Regions from separate parts of the Mus musculus genome. Here all the other regions are linked to region 1. The links are chromatin contacts, called in public Hi-C maps. All regions are on one chromosome and are shown on one strand. The core of a region is the stretch at or near the end of the contact, and the rest is flanking DNA. Distances in the headings are between cores, read along the strand shown. Region 1 holds the start of Rpl27a (ribosomal protein L27A). Region 2 holds the start of Mrpl17 (mitochondrial ribosomal protein L17). Region 3 holds the start of Arntl (aryl hydrocarbon receptor nuclear translocator-like).

Region 1 (3,671 bases), core at 342-2,841:
AAGTTCAAGGCGCTCTGAGGATGTTGGGGGTCTTACCATTGTGGCCTGGAGTGCTATTGGAAGTAGTAGAATACTAAGGTAGTTCCTCTATTCTTTAGAGTTCAGAAAGAGTTGGTCATGAGGGTACATGCTTAAAATCTCAGAACATGGGAAGCTAAGACTGGAGGATCAAAAGGTTAAGGTTAGGGAAATCAAGAGTGGTACTGGGATACTAGCAGTGAAGGCATGGGTAGTTCTAATATTTGTCCTTATAACAGAAAATGGTAGTCCTCAGCCCTCAAAGAAAGCTCTCTTTGCAACAGGCAGAAAGAAACTGATATAGAAAGCTATAACCAATCAAAATGCAGAGGTGTGAAGTCCAGTCCCACTGGATAAATCTGTAAAACAACCCCTCCACCTAAGGCGAGGGAAAGACTGTAAGAGCCAGAGATCAGAGGCTTTACTGTGAAATTGTGTGTCCTAGGAGTGTAAGAAGCCACACCCATAGTATCACCAACAGGACTGCCTGAATAGGAGCTGAACAAGGACAGCCATAGATATGCTATTACAGCCCACACGAGAAAGTTCGAGACCATCATGCCTAGCCAATCGATTAGGAGTGTAACTCCAGCAGTCAGGAGGTACAAGGCCAGCCTTGGCTTCAGAGTAAGACCCTGTCTCAAAACAAATACAAGATCTTGAGGAAATGGTGTGGCTAAAGTCAAACTGCCCAGATTGTAATGGACTAAACACCGAGCAAGAAGCTAGCAGACAGACAGGATTTGCCCACTCTGCTTTCTGAGAGTTTTGACTAGAATATTCTTTAGTTTAACGGATCAAGTAAGAAACAATAAAACAGATTAAGGGGTTAGAATCTTGTGCACAAGTGTACCACTTTTGTTAGCAAGCAGGCTACACGCCAGGAACTCATGGATTTAAAAGGAAAACAAGCAAAATTGCCCAGTCCTGAACCCTTAGAGAATCTGGGCTCTATCGGGAAGAAAAATGTAACTTGGCAATTAGAAGTTACAAGTGTGATAGTTCGAGTAAACAAGTAACAAAACAGGTCCAAGAAGGTCGACACGGAAAATACTTGTATGAGGAGCACGCTGGGCTGGGAACCTCGGGTCCAGGGGAGTAAAAGCATACCAGCCAGAGTCTGGAGAAAATTCAAATGTGATGTTTATACAAAATAGTTACAGAATCTAGATCCCTGAAGCACAGAAGGCTGTTCAAATTTGGCAGGACATGAAGAGAGGACCAGAGCAAAAGAGAAGGGCAGTGTCCCTTTAAGGGACGTCAGAGGCCCTGCGGAAGTCTTGCCGATGCTCTGAGCCACCGCCATTGCTGCCCGGAGACAAAAACCAACCGCACCAGAAAAGAACAGTGCACTCCGACGATGACCGGCCGCAGCGGCGCTCGACTAGGGAGGAGCTACCGGGGCTTCCGGGGGCGGGCGCCACCGGTTCACCCCGCCCATCCACACGGAAAGGAAGAGGCGGGCGCCGGGAGCCGTGACGTCAGGAGCCCTTCCCGAAGCCGGCCTCCTGGCCGGAAATGAAGCATTGGTCCCGCCCCCGCGCCTGCTACCTCGCGAGACTTCGTGAGCTCCTCCCTTTTCCCTTTCTGCCACCGCCATGGTAGGTCTTCTCTTGGCCTCCGCTCCATCGCGGAGGGTCGGGGCTCTGCTTCCCAGCCTTTCAGCTGCTTGCTATGGTCCTAGTGGGTCTCCATGGCTGGGCGTAGCCTGCGGGGCGGGATGACCCACTCGGGTGTGGGGCGAGGAACGTGGGGCCGCGTGTTCCGACCAGAGCTGGGATCGCGTGGACGTGCGGGCCCGGGCGGCTGAGCACGCTCTGAGTCCCGGCCTCGGCTTAGCCGGTGCTCCAGAAGGCAAGTCCTCGTGTGCAGGCCTGATCCGGGCAGGCAGGCATTGCTGCCCTCTCCCCGGTCTCCCCATCCTCTAAGCAGGCCTAACCACTTTGCTGTTTTTCCCACGCAGCCATCCAGACTGAGGAAGACCCGGAAACTCCGGGGCCACGTGAGCCACGGCCACGGCCGCATCGGTAAGTGTGCGCCTCCTCGGCGTTTGGCCTTTGGAGTTTTGTTGGAAAGTAGACATCCGTGGGTGGAAGGAAACACTTGCAGTTCCCCTACTTTATGTTGGTAGCGGGGTGAGAGTTAAACACATGCCGCTGGGATGTGAAATGCCGTAAATGTTCCTTCTATCCCCGAGTCTTGATAAATCGGGCTTAGAAACGGATGGTAAACTGAGAGCAGGAATAAGGGCATGTGAGCAGCTATAAGTCACACAAGTTGCTTTGTGTGCCGACAGGTAAGCACCGCAAGCACCCAGGCGGCCGCGGGAATGCTGGAGGCATGCACCACCACAGGATCAACTTTGACAAATAGTGAGTGTTTTGGAAGTGGGGGCTGAAGGGGTGAGTTAGGACGGTGTCTCCCTGGAAACGGGCTTCTTACCATTTGGTATGGCTAGCTTTAGCAAGTAAACGCTGCACTTGAACTGAGGGGACCTGTCCGAGGCTAGAGTCACGCTCAGGTATTGCTTGTTGCCTTAGTGTGCTTAAGTCCTCGAAGAATAACTGCTGACCTTATTCACTGGCTGTGTGGACTTTCTGGCACAGTCAGTCACCAGGTTAGTGACATATGTCAAGTTAACCCATTCAAAGTTACGTTGCACCCTATTTAGGGAATCCTTTAAGGAGTGGGGGTGCTACTGAGTGACCTGACTTTTAGTTCAAAAATTGTATCTGGTGCCTGCTGTGTCAATGTTTACAGTAGTGAACACTTACACTCACTAGGAGACAACTACAAAGATAAGTTTTCTCAGTGAGGCTCTGAAGATGGTTGCCTTCCCTCCCCAGTCACCCAGGTTACTTTGGGAAAGTTGGTATGCGGCATTACCACTTGAAGAGGAACCAGAGCTTCTGCCCAACAGTCAACCTGGATAAACTGTGGACATTGGTCAGCGAGCAGACACGGGTCAATGCGGCAAAAAACAAGACTGGAGTTGCTCCCATCATTGATGTTGTTCGATCAGTGAGTGAACTGACTTGCCATTCGTTTTAAAAGATTTTATGTATATGAGAACACTCTTCAGAGAAAAACAACAGAAAAGGGCATCGGATCCCATTATGTATGGATGGTTGTGAGCTACCATGTGGTTGCTGGGAATTGAACACAGGCTCTCTGGAAGTCCAGTCAGTACTTAGAGCTGAGCCATCTCTCCAGCAGCCTGCCTTGTCACTCTTAATGGGACCTTTAATACACGGTCTTATTTGAAAGCCAAACCTATATATACATTTGGCCATTACCTATTAGAAAATTTTAGTAGAATTGTTGCAGGTGATTGAATTGGTCACATGCTAATAACTCTTCCTCTGCTTGGTTCCCACTTGTTTCCATTTCTAACAGGTTTGCTTTTTGAGGTATATAGTTGGTCCAGAATGGTCTTAAGGCACATCCTGGCTTTTTTTTTTTTTTTTGCAGGTTAAAGTGTTCATTATTTAAGGCCCTATATTGTTAAAAGTACCCCCATCCCCCCCCCCCCCAAAAAAAAAACCACACCAGCCTAAGTGCAGAGACCCAAACCACAGGGAGGCTTTCATGGGCCCATCATTCCTAACCTACTATATTTAGTAGGGTGTAACTGGTCAGGAGTGGGGGGGGGT
Region 2 (3,671 bases), core at 543-3,042, 3.7 Mb before region 1:
GATAAGCAAACTGAGCCAGGAGGTAGTGCCCCATACCTTTAATCCTAGTACTGAGGAGGCAGAGGCAGGTGGATCGCTTAGTTCAAGGCCAACCTGGTCTACAAACAGAGTTCTAAGACAGTCAAAGAAACTGTCTCAGAAAAAACAAAACCAAAGCAAACTGGCACTGTGTGGTGGTGAACACTTGGGAACACAGGGACAGGAGGACTGCTGCATGGTGGATATAGTCTGGATTACACAGCAAGATCCCCTCCCCTCCAACAAACAAGCAAAACTAGACCTAGAATTTAGAACCTAAGTTGTGAATTTACTGTCTTAGGAGGCTGAGCATCTGGATGCCTCTTACTTTCCATAAATCCTAGGGAAGGACAAGAAAGTCAATATCTTATATTCATATTAAGACTTTTATCTTCTGTGCAAAGAGGATCGTGTGAGTCAGCAGGGAGGTCTGGGTCTCATTATGAGGGGGCTTTACAATGCTACTTCCAGGCCTCACACACTACACGAGCTCCAAGACCCACGAACACGGGCACCACACCTATGCACCACTCTCCAGCTCCAGTTAAGTCTTTGGTGTTTGAACTGTACAGGAGCTGTGGAGGCTTGCGTCCTGGTTATGGTGCAGGTCCTGCTGCAGTCCCAGGAGCAGCTGGTTTAGGAGAGTAAGGTTGCTGTCTCTGTGAGGCAGAGGCAGGGGAGGGAGGTAGTTCCCTTTATATTCTATCACCGCCATCTTGGCCCGATCTTGCTCCTTCCGATTCGGGATCTGTAGCATTCTTGTGTAGTTCCCATTCTGACCTTGGAACCGAGGCGCTAGCACTTTAAACAGCTTTGGGATCAAGTCCTTCTCCTAGATGGGGAGAGTTAATCAGAAAAAATAGTCACAACTGTAGAGGCATTTAACTATAGATTATTCCCAGAGGTAGGGTTCAAAACCATCTTCACAGGCTTTCCCACCACCCATTCAGGTACCAAGTTACACAGAAACACTTACAGGAAGTTATGCGGATGCTCATTTTACCCAAGTCAAATAAGAGAAATACGTGTCTAAGGTAGTTCGCAAGTCTGGTACATAAAAGAATGCCCTGCCTTCAATCTGCCAGGTACCCGGTTCTCTAAGGATTCCTTCCTCACTAGCAGGTAGGGAGCACTCACTGTGAGCCAGAAGTCAGCCATACGCATGGCTCGTTCGTTGGTGTCGCCCAGCTTTCCATAATCGATGAGCTGTGAGGACAAAACACATGGATGCAAGACGAGTCAAGAACCGAGGCGCCCACCTTACTCTTCTGTCTTACCTTCATCCAACCATCCCACCAGCTAAGCTAATTCTGGGCGCTCCTTCCTTCGGAGCCCCAACCAGCCTTCCATTTGCTGCGCAGGAGTGACGCGTTCAGCTGAGTGCCACACGGGAATTCGCTACCGTGGAAAGTTCTCCCAGCGTGGCCCTACTCCCCACACACGGCCAGAGCGGCGGTCTGAGGCTGGACCCGGCGGTGAATAGCTTGGCTCTCACCTTCTCCGCGTAGCCCCTCATCTCGTCCGCGCGTGCCCATGTCGCCTCGATGCGTTCGTGGCGAACTAGGCCCGTGAGCAAGTTCCGCAGCAGATGGATGCGGGACTCCGGACCCAGGCCCAGGCGGCGGTAGACGCGGCCGTGGGAGATAGCGGCAGCCAGCGACAACCTCATGCTCTCACCTCAGCCCCTCCTCTCGGGGGCCCGGAAAGGGAAACTCCGAGCTGTGTGTGCGCGCGCGGGGAGAGGGGGAGCAGAGGGGCGGAGGCACGTCTCAGAGGACGCATGCGCAGTAACTCGGCGCGTGGCTACCGCGTTTGCGCGTGCGCATCAGAGCCTGCCTAGCTGGCAGTCTGAGGGAGGGCGGCCCGACGTGTTGACGTTTCTGGAGCGACGAGCTGGGCGGGCCTCAAGGTCTGCGGTGCTCTGTGGCGAACTGGGATCTCGGCGCCCCCTGCCGGGTTTCTCTTGCACTGCGTCGGCTGGCTGGGGCGTTCTTGGAGGAGGCGCCTTCCGGGCGGAGCATGCCGGGAAAGTGAGTACCTGAGGAGAACTGCGTCAGAGGGGTGGGCCTGTGGTGGAATGTGGCGCTCTTGCCTGAGGAGTTGCAGTCCTGGCTGGTTTTGTGACGATGCCAGTTTAAACCCAGTCTTTATTAGTGATAGTGAGATAAATTATGTCCAGGAAAGCTGCAGGTATTATGTTCTTTTATTGACATAAATAAAAACCTAAGTTAGCACTAAAAGCTAAAGTAATGGACAAATACCTGACATTTAAAAAAAAAAAATTATTCTTTTCTCATACAATATACCCAGACTGCAGCCTCCTCTCCCATCACTCCTCCCAGCCCCCACTCTCCTTTCTCCCCTTTCTCCCCCTAGAAAAGAGCAGACCTCCTAGGGACATCAACCAAAGCACAATAAAACCAGGCACAAGGGGGTGGGGCAAAAAACAAACAAACAACAACAACAACCAACAAAAAAACAAAAACCAGGCACAAACCCTAACATCAAGTGTGGACAAGGAAACTCACTAGGAGGAAAAGAGTCCCAAGAGCAGGCAAAAAAGTCAGAGACATCCCATCTCCCACTATTAGGAGTCCTCCCAAAAAACCAAGCCAACAAACTATAACACATTTGCAGACAACCTAGGGCAGAACCTTGAGGGCTCCATGATTGCCCCTTCTTTGAGCTTCCATAAGCCCTGCTCAGTTGATTCTACAGGCTGTCCTCACCTGTGTTCGACCCCTCTGGCTCCCACAATTATTCTTCCTTGTCTTCTGCTGGGTTTCCCGAGCTCCAAGGGGCGGGACCTTATGTAGGCCTCCAACCCAGGTTCTTTCTCCTCTTAATGTTTGTCAGTGGGCCTCTACATCTCCCATCAGCTGCAAGAGGCAGCCTCTCTGATGACGACTGAGTTAGGCACCAATCTATGAATCTAGCAGAATATCACTAGGAACCATCTCATTGAATTTTTTTTATTTATTTTCGGCACTACAGTTTGGTTCTTCCCTAGGTCTCTGGGTGGATGAATACTTTTTCTTAAAAAAAAAGTTCTGTGTGTTTGTGTGTGTGTGTGTTCCCTTCCATTGCTCAGCATCCTTATGGCTCTTTGAAAACAGTTTTCTGGGAGGAATTGGGTGAAAATATAGTCTAGCTCTAGTATTTAACAAAATGATGATCATATTAGGGCTTATTTAAAATGAATTCATCACAGTTGGAGTTACTAGGACAGAACAAATAACACATTTCAAATGGAAAAGGAGTAATTTTTAAAATAGTTTCATTTTAGAAAAATAAGTTTATGATCATATACAATATGAAGAAGTTGAGGTGGCTCAGCGCTAAAGAGGGACCCAGAGTTTGATGGAATCAACCTAACCCTTCAGATGGTGTTTCACTCTGGAAATAGTGATGAGCAGTTTCCAACTTGGCTTACATTCTTCTTGGTGTTCTGTCCCCTCCCTGCTTCATTTCCTTGTATTCTTAGCGAGGTGAACTGCCTGTTGCTGAAATTATAAAGTCCTTCAAGGTCAGAGAGGAACTGATTCATGCATTTGGCCTTCTTTCCTCTTTCCTCTTGCCTCTGCCATCAAGCCCGCTGCACTCTGTTTTTTTTTTTTTTTTTTTCTTTTCTTTTCAAGCAGTTCTTGGCATCA
Region 3 (3,671 bases), core at 614-3,113, 3.7 Mb after region 1:
ACTGCTTTCTGCACAGGGTGGTTGTCAGGATACAGGGGTTGAAAAAAAAGGAGGGAAAGCTTTTAGCACATGCCCGGCACACAACACGGTAGAGAGATATTGTGGGATGCATCAGCCAGCATCTTCAGGTTACTGGTACTTAGCTAGCTATTAGTCCATTTAATTAGGTCAGCATCCAGCCCACATTTCCATCTTGTAAGTAATATCTTTTCTAATGCTGTATTAAAGTTCCATCTACACAGAGAGATTCCTTCACAGAACAGGACAGAGAAAGAATAAATCTGCTTTGAAACTCAGGGGAAGTGGGAAGTTACCCATGAAGTTCTTTGGTCTTGAAGCCAATTCACATTTCAACCAAGGCTGTGTGCCTTGCAAAGGGCTGGACATGGGTCATGGCTTTATAAGCATTGAAATGCTGCCTTGTGTCCCAGGAACCTGCCTGTCTAGAATTCATTCTATAGTCACACGAGCTGGTCCACTTCACATAAGTGAGTCGAGTGTTTTGATCCCATTTGTTCATGGATCCAGCCCACATTTGCAGAGTACTTTCTGGGTGTCAGCCCTATCCCCAACACCCCACCCAGGCCCCTCCAGCACATGCTAAAGGGGAGGGAGCACACATGGTTCAAAAAGGACGAAGTGGCCTTGCTATCAGGAAGTTTAACATTTAGAAGGTTTGCCAGTTGTTTGAAGGTAGAAACAAGACAACTTCTTTCCCTCTCCCCCTCTCTCTCTATTTCTCCCTCCCTCCTCTTCCTCCCCTCTCTCTGTCTCTTTCTTTAAAAATAAATAAATAAATCTCTGAGCAGGTGGTGCCTCGGGAGGCAAAAGCAGGCGGATCTCTGTGAATTGGATTCAAAGCCAGCTTGATGATCTACAGGAGTTCCAGGATAGCTAGGGCTACAACAGAACAACTAACCACCCAAACAAACAACTTTGCAACTTTTCTTTCTTTCCCGCTCCTTTGATACTTTTGCAAAGTACATTTGCTAGGGCCATGTCCATAACATGTAATAGAATCTTGCTCAGGTCTCACCCTGTGGCCCCGGCTAGCTCAGTACTCGCGATTATGCCCCTGCCTCAGCTTCTTGAGGGTTGGAATTACAGACTACGCCACCACCCCCGGGAGACTTCTCTTCCGATCGGGAATGACAGCTCCACTGGACGCTTGGAGGTCAAGAGAAAAAAAAAAAAAAAAAAAAAAAGAACGCGCGATCCGGTTAGTCGTCGGAAGGAAAAGTCTTCTAAATGCGCTAGCTATTAGCGCTGTGGTTCCGACTAGGACAAGCCAGGGGTTTCAGGAAGGTTCTGTCACTCTGTGTTCCTAAAATGTGGTTTCCTAGATGGAGCTGGAGAGGGATGGGCGAAGAGATGCGGCGTTTTCTCAGTGTTCTGCGAGCCAGGAAGGGGACGGAGGAGGAGGGAGAGCTGAGAGGCAGTCACTAGCCAGGGACGCGGCTGAGGAGCAGGGGACAACGGCGAGCTCGCAGAGTCCGCAACGCAGTGGCCTCAGCGAGCTTTAGACCTGAGGGGGAAAACCGAGGGCTGGGGCAAGAAATCCACAGAGCGTGCCAATTGGTCCACTCCTCGGGGCGTGTGCTTCTGTGCGCCAAATGATTGGTGAAGGGAAAGTAGCAGGTAAACCAGCCCTGCCGTCTTGCCATTGGTCAGAGGCTTTCCTATCGGTCACTCGATTGGCTAGCCTAACGCAGAGCAGAACGCGAATTGGTTTGGGTTGTCCGCCAAGACAACTCCGTTCGCTCTCTCTGATTGGCTAACGGGAAGAGGCAGGTATCCGGGCTGCGCGGCTCCTCCATTGGTGGGCGGGGAAGGGGGGTTGGGCACAGCGATTGGTGGGCGGGGGGCCGGGCCTGGGCCGGCGGGGAGCGGATTGGTCGGAAAGTAGGTTAGTGGTGCGACATTTAGGGAAGGCAGAAAGTAGGTCAGGGACGGAGGTGCCTGTTTACCCGCGCCGGACTTGCCGCCGCCGCCGCCGCGGGATCCGAGTGCGGGTGCGGGCGCGGGCGCTCGCAGCGAGCCACGGTGAGTGTCGGCATGGCTGCGGGCAGCAGCCGTCTCGGGGCGTCCCGTCGGGGGTCGCGAGTTCCCGGGCGGGCGCACCGCCCCCGCCCGCGGCGCAGCCGGGCCGCCGGGAGCCCTGCCCGACGTGCCCGCTGCCGGCCTTAAAGGGCCCGTGCGGCTCCCAGCCCCCACCTAGCCTCGGGGAGGCTGCGCCCCTTAAAGGCGCCGCTCCCGCGCACCCCCATCTTCCCCGCCTGGGCTGCACAGCGGGCGGGGGAGGACTGGGGGGACCCTGGGACGCTGTCAGCGGGTGCGCCCACCTTCCCCGCGCGGGCATCACCACCTGGCTCGGGAGGGGGCGGCCAGCGGCCTCTTAAAGAGACAGCAGTACCGGGTGGCAGCAATGACCCGAACCTGGGAAGAGCTCCGGGATACATCCCCGGGAGCTTCTGGATCCCCGAGGAGATGGCCGGGACGCGGGCAGAACGATGCTATGCGGCGCTTGCCTGGTCAACCCTTCTACACTTCTCCCTCGGGAGCCGGGTGGGGGCGGGGAGGGCGTCTCCGTCAAGTCGGGGAGTCCGTACTGGTACGTCCCTATGGCCTGTCTTGGGGCTGGCGCGGACCCCGGGAATCCCCTGGCTGGCTTGGACCAGGCCCACGGACAGCCGTCGGGCCTGCGCTGTCCGGTACCTGGGTGGTCCTGGAGGATGTGTCTTCCCCGTTGGGTCTGGGAGTAGGTACCCGATGGCGTGGGGACTGTGCCCTGTGCCCGGTAGGCGTCAGAGACCCAAGGAGTGCGCAGCAGAGGCTTCACTCCGATGCGGGTTTGACAGATAATCGGGGAAGAGGAAGGTTTCCACTGGAGATTACCCCAGTGTAGACAGCTTGGGGTGCTCGGGTTTGCAGGGAGAAGTCAAAGATAGAATTTTAGGCAGACTCGGGGCGCACATGGAAGCCATCCCCGGGGTCGCGTAGCGGGTTGTGTTCGGAAATGAGTGCGTTGGACACCGGTGTGTGTGTCTGTCAGAGTTGCGCTGGCCAAGCTGACATGATCGCCCCTTACCTGTTCGGGGTGCACCTTCTCCAGTCCTTTCCCTACATTTAGCCTAGTTTTGACCCTCTGACCCCTTGAGATCTGGCTCCTCTCCTGTCTTAAGTTGCTACTTTTAAAGTAAGAAATCATTAATCAAGTTTTCTCACCTAACTTCCAAAAATCAGAGACTGTAATCACGACCAATTACTTTTTGACAGTACCAGTATTGCCAAGATCTTCGTTGTGGGTTTTGTTTTTATGTCCAGGAAAACTGATCATTAAATGCTTTTTTTCCTACTGCTCTTGCTTGTCATTTTTCCTTTTCACATTTGCTGCTGTGCCCTCTTTCAATCTATTTTTACTTAACAACTATTATTTTTATTCTTAAGTTCCCATTGATACCAGGATCTGTCAATTTGGGTTGGTGGATTTTCTAATTAATGTACTAGTTGAATCATGAGCTTAAAATAATCATTGCTGCTCTTGAGCAGTTTTGAATAATCTCAGGCTCCCTGTGCTTGCAAGAAAGAGGGGAGGATGGTTCGCTGCTGTTAAATTTGATTCCCATACCAGTGAAGTTCCAATATATATATAGATATATTTTTAAATACAA

What was found. Hi-C and Micro-C count contacts between places; a contact is called where the count stands out from the background.
Region 2: a Hi-C map of CD8 T cells shows a contact between it and region 1, with 9 times the contacts expected there. The contact joins the promoter of Mrpl17 here to the promoter of Rpl27a in region 1. A contact is called at or near these places in 2 of 484 Hi-C or Micro-C datasets (B cells and CD8 T cells).
Region 3: a contact with region 1 is called in a Hi-C map of CD8 T cells, with 3 times the contacts expected there. The contact joins the promoter of Arntl here to the promoter of Rpl27a in region 1. A contact is called at or near these places in 2 of 484 Hi-C or Micro-C datasets (CD4 T cells and CD8 T cells).

Annotation. Positions count from the first base shown.
Region 1 is chr7:109,517,604-109,521,274 of GRCm38.p6, forward strand. Rpl27a (ribosomal protein L27A) reads left to right here and starts at 1,592. Exons shown (of 5, transcript NM_011975.3): 1 at 1,592-1,619; 2 at 1,982-2,045; 3 at 2,315-2,390; 4 at 2,865-3,039. The coding sequence starts at 1,617. Snora3 (small nucleolar RNA, H/ACA box 3) reads left to right here and starts at 2,529; the gene lies at 2,529-2,648.
Region 2 is chr7:105,809,295-105,812,965 of GRCm38.p6, forward strand. Mrpl17 (mitochondrial ribosomal protein L17) reads right to left here and starts at 1,793. Exons shown (of 3, transcript NM_025301.2): 1 at 1,514-1,793; 2 at 1,156-1,224; 3 at 1-850. The coding sequence starts at 1,687. The coding sequence ends at 563.
Region 3 is chr7:113,205,602-113,209,272 of GRCm38.p6, forward strand. It overlaps Arntl (aryl hydrocarbon receptor nuclear translocator-like), which reads left to right and starts at 1,864. Exons shown (of 20, transcript NM_007489.4): 1 at 1,864-2,043.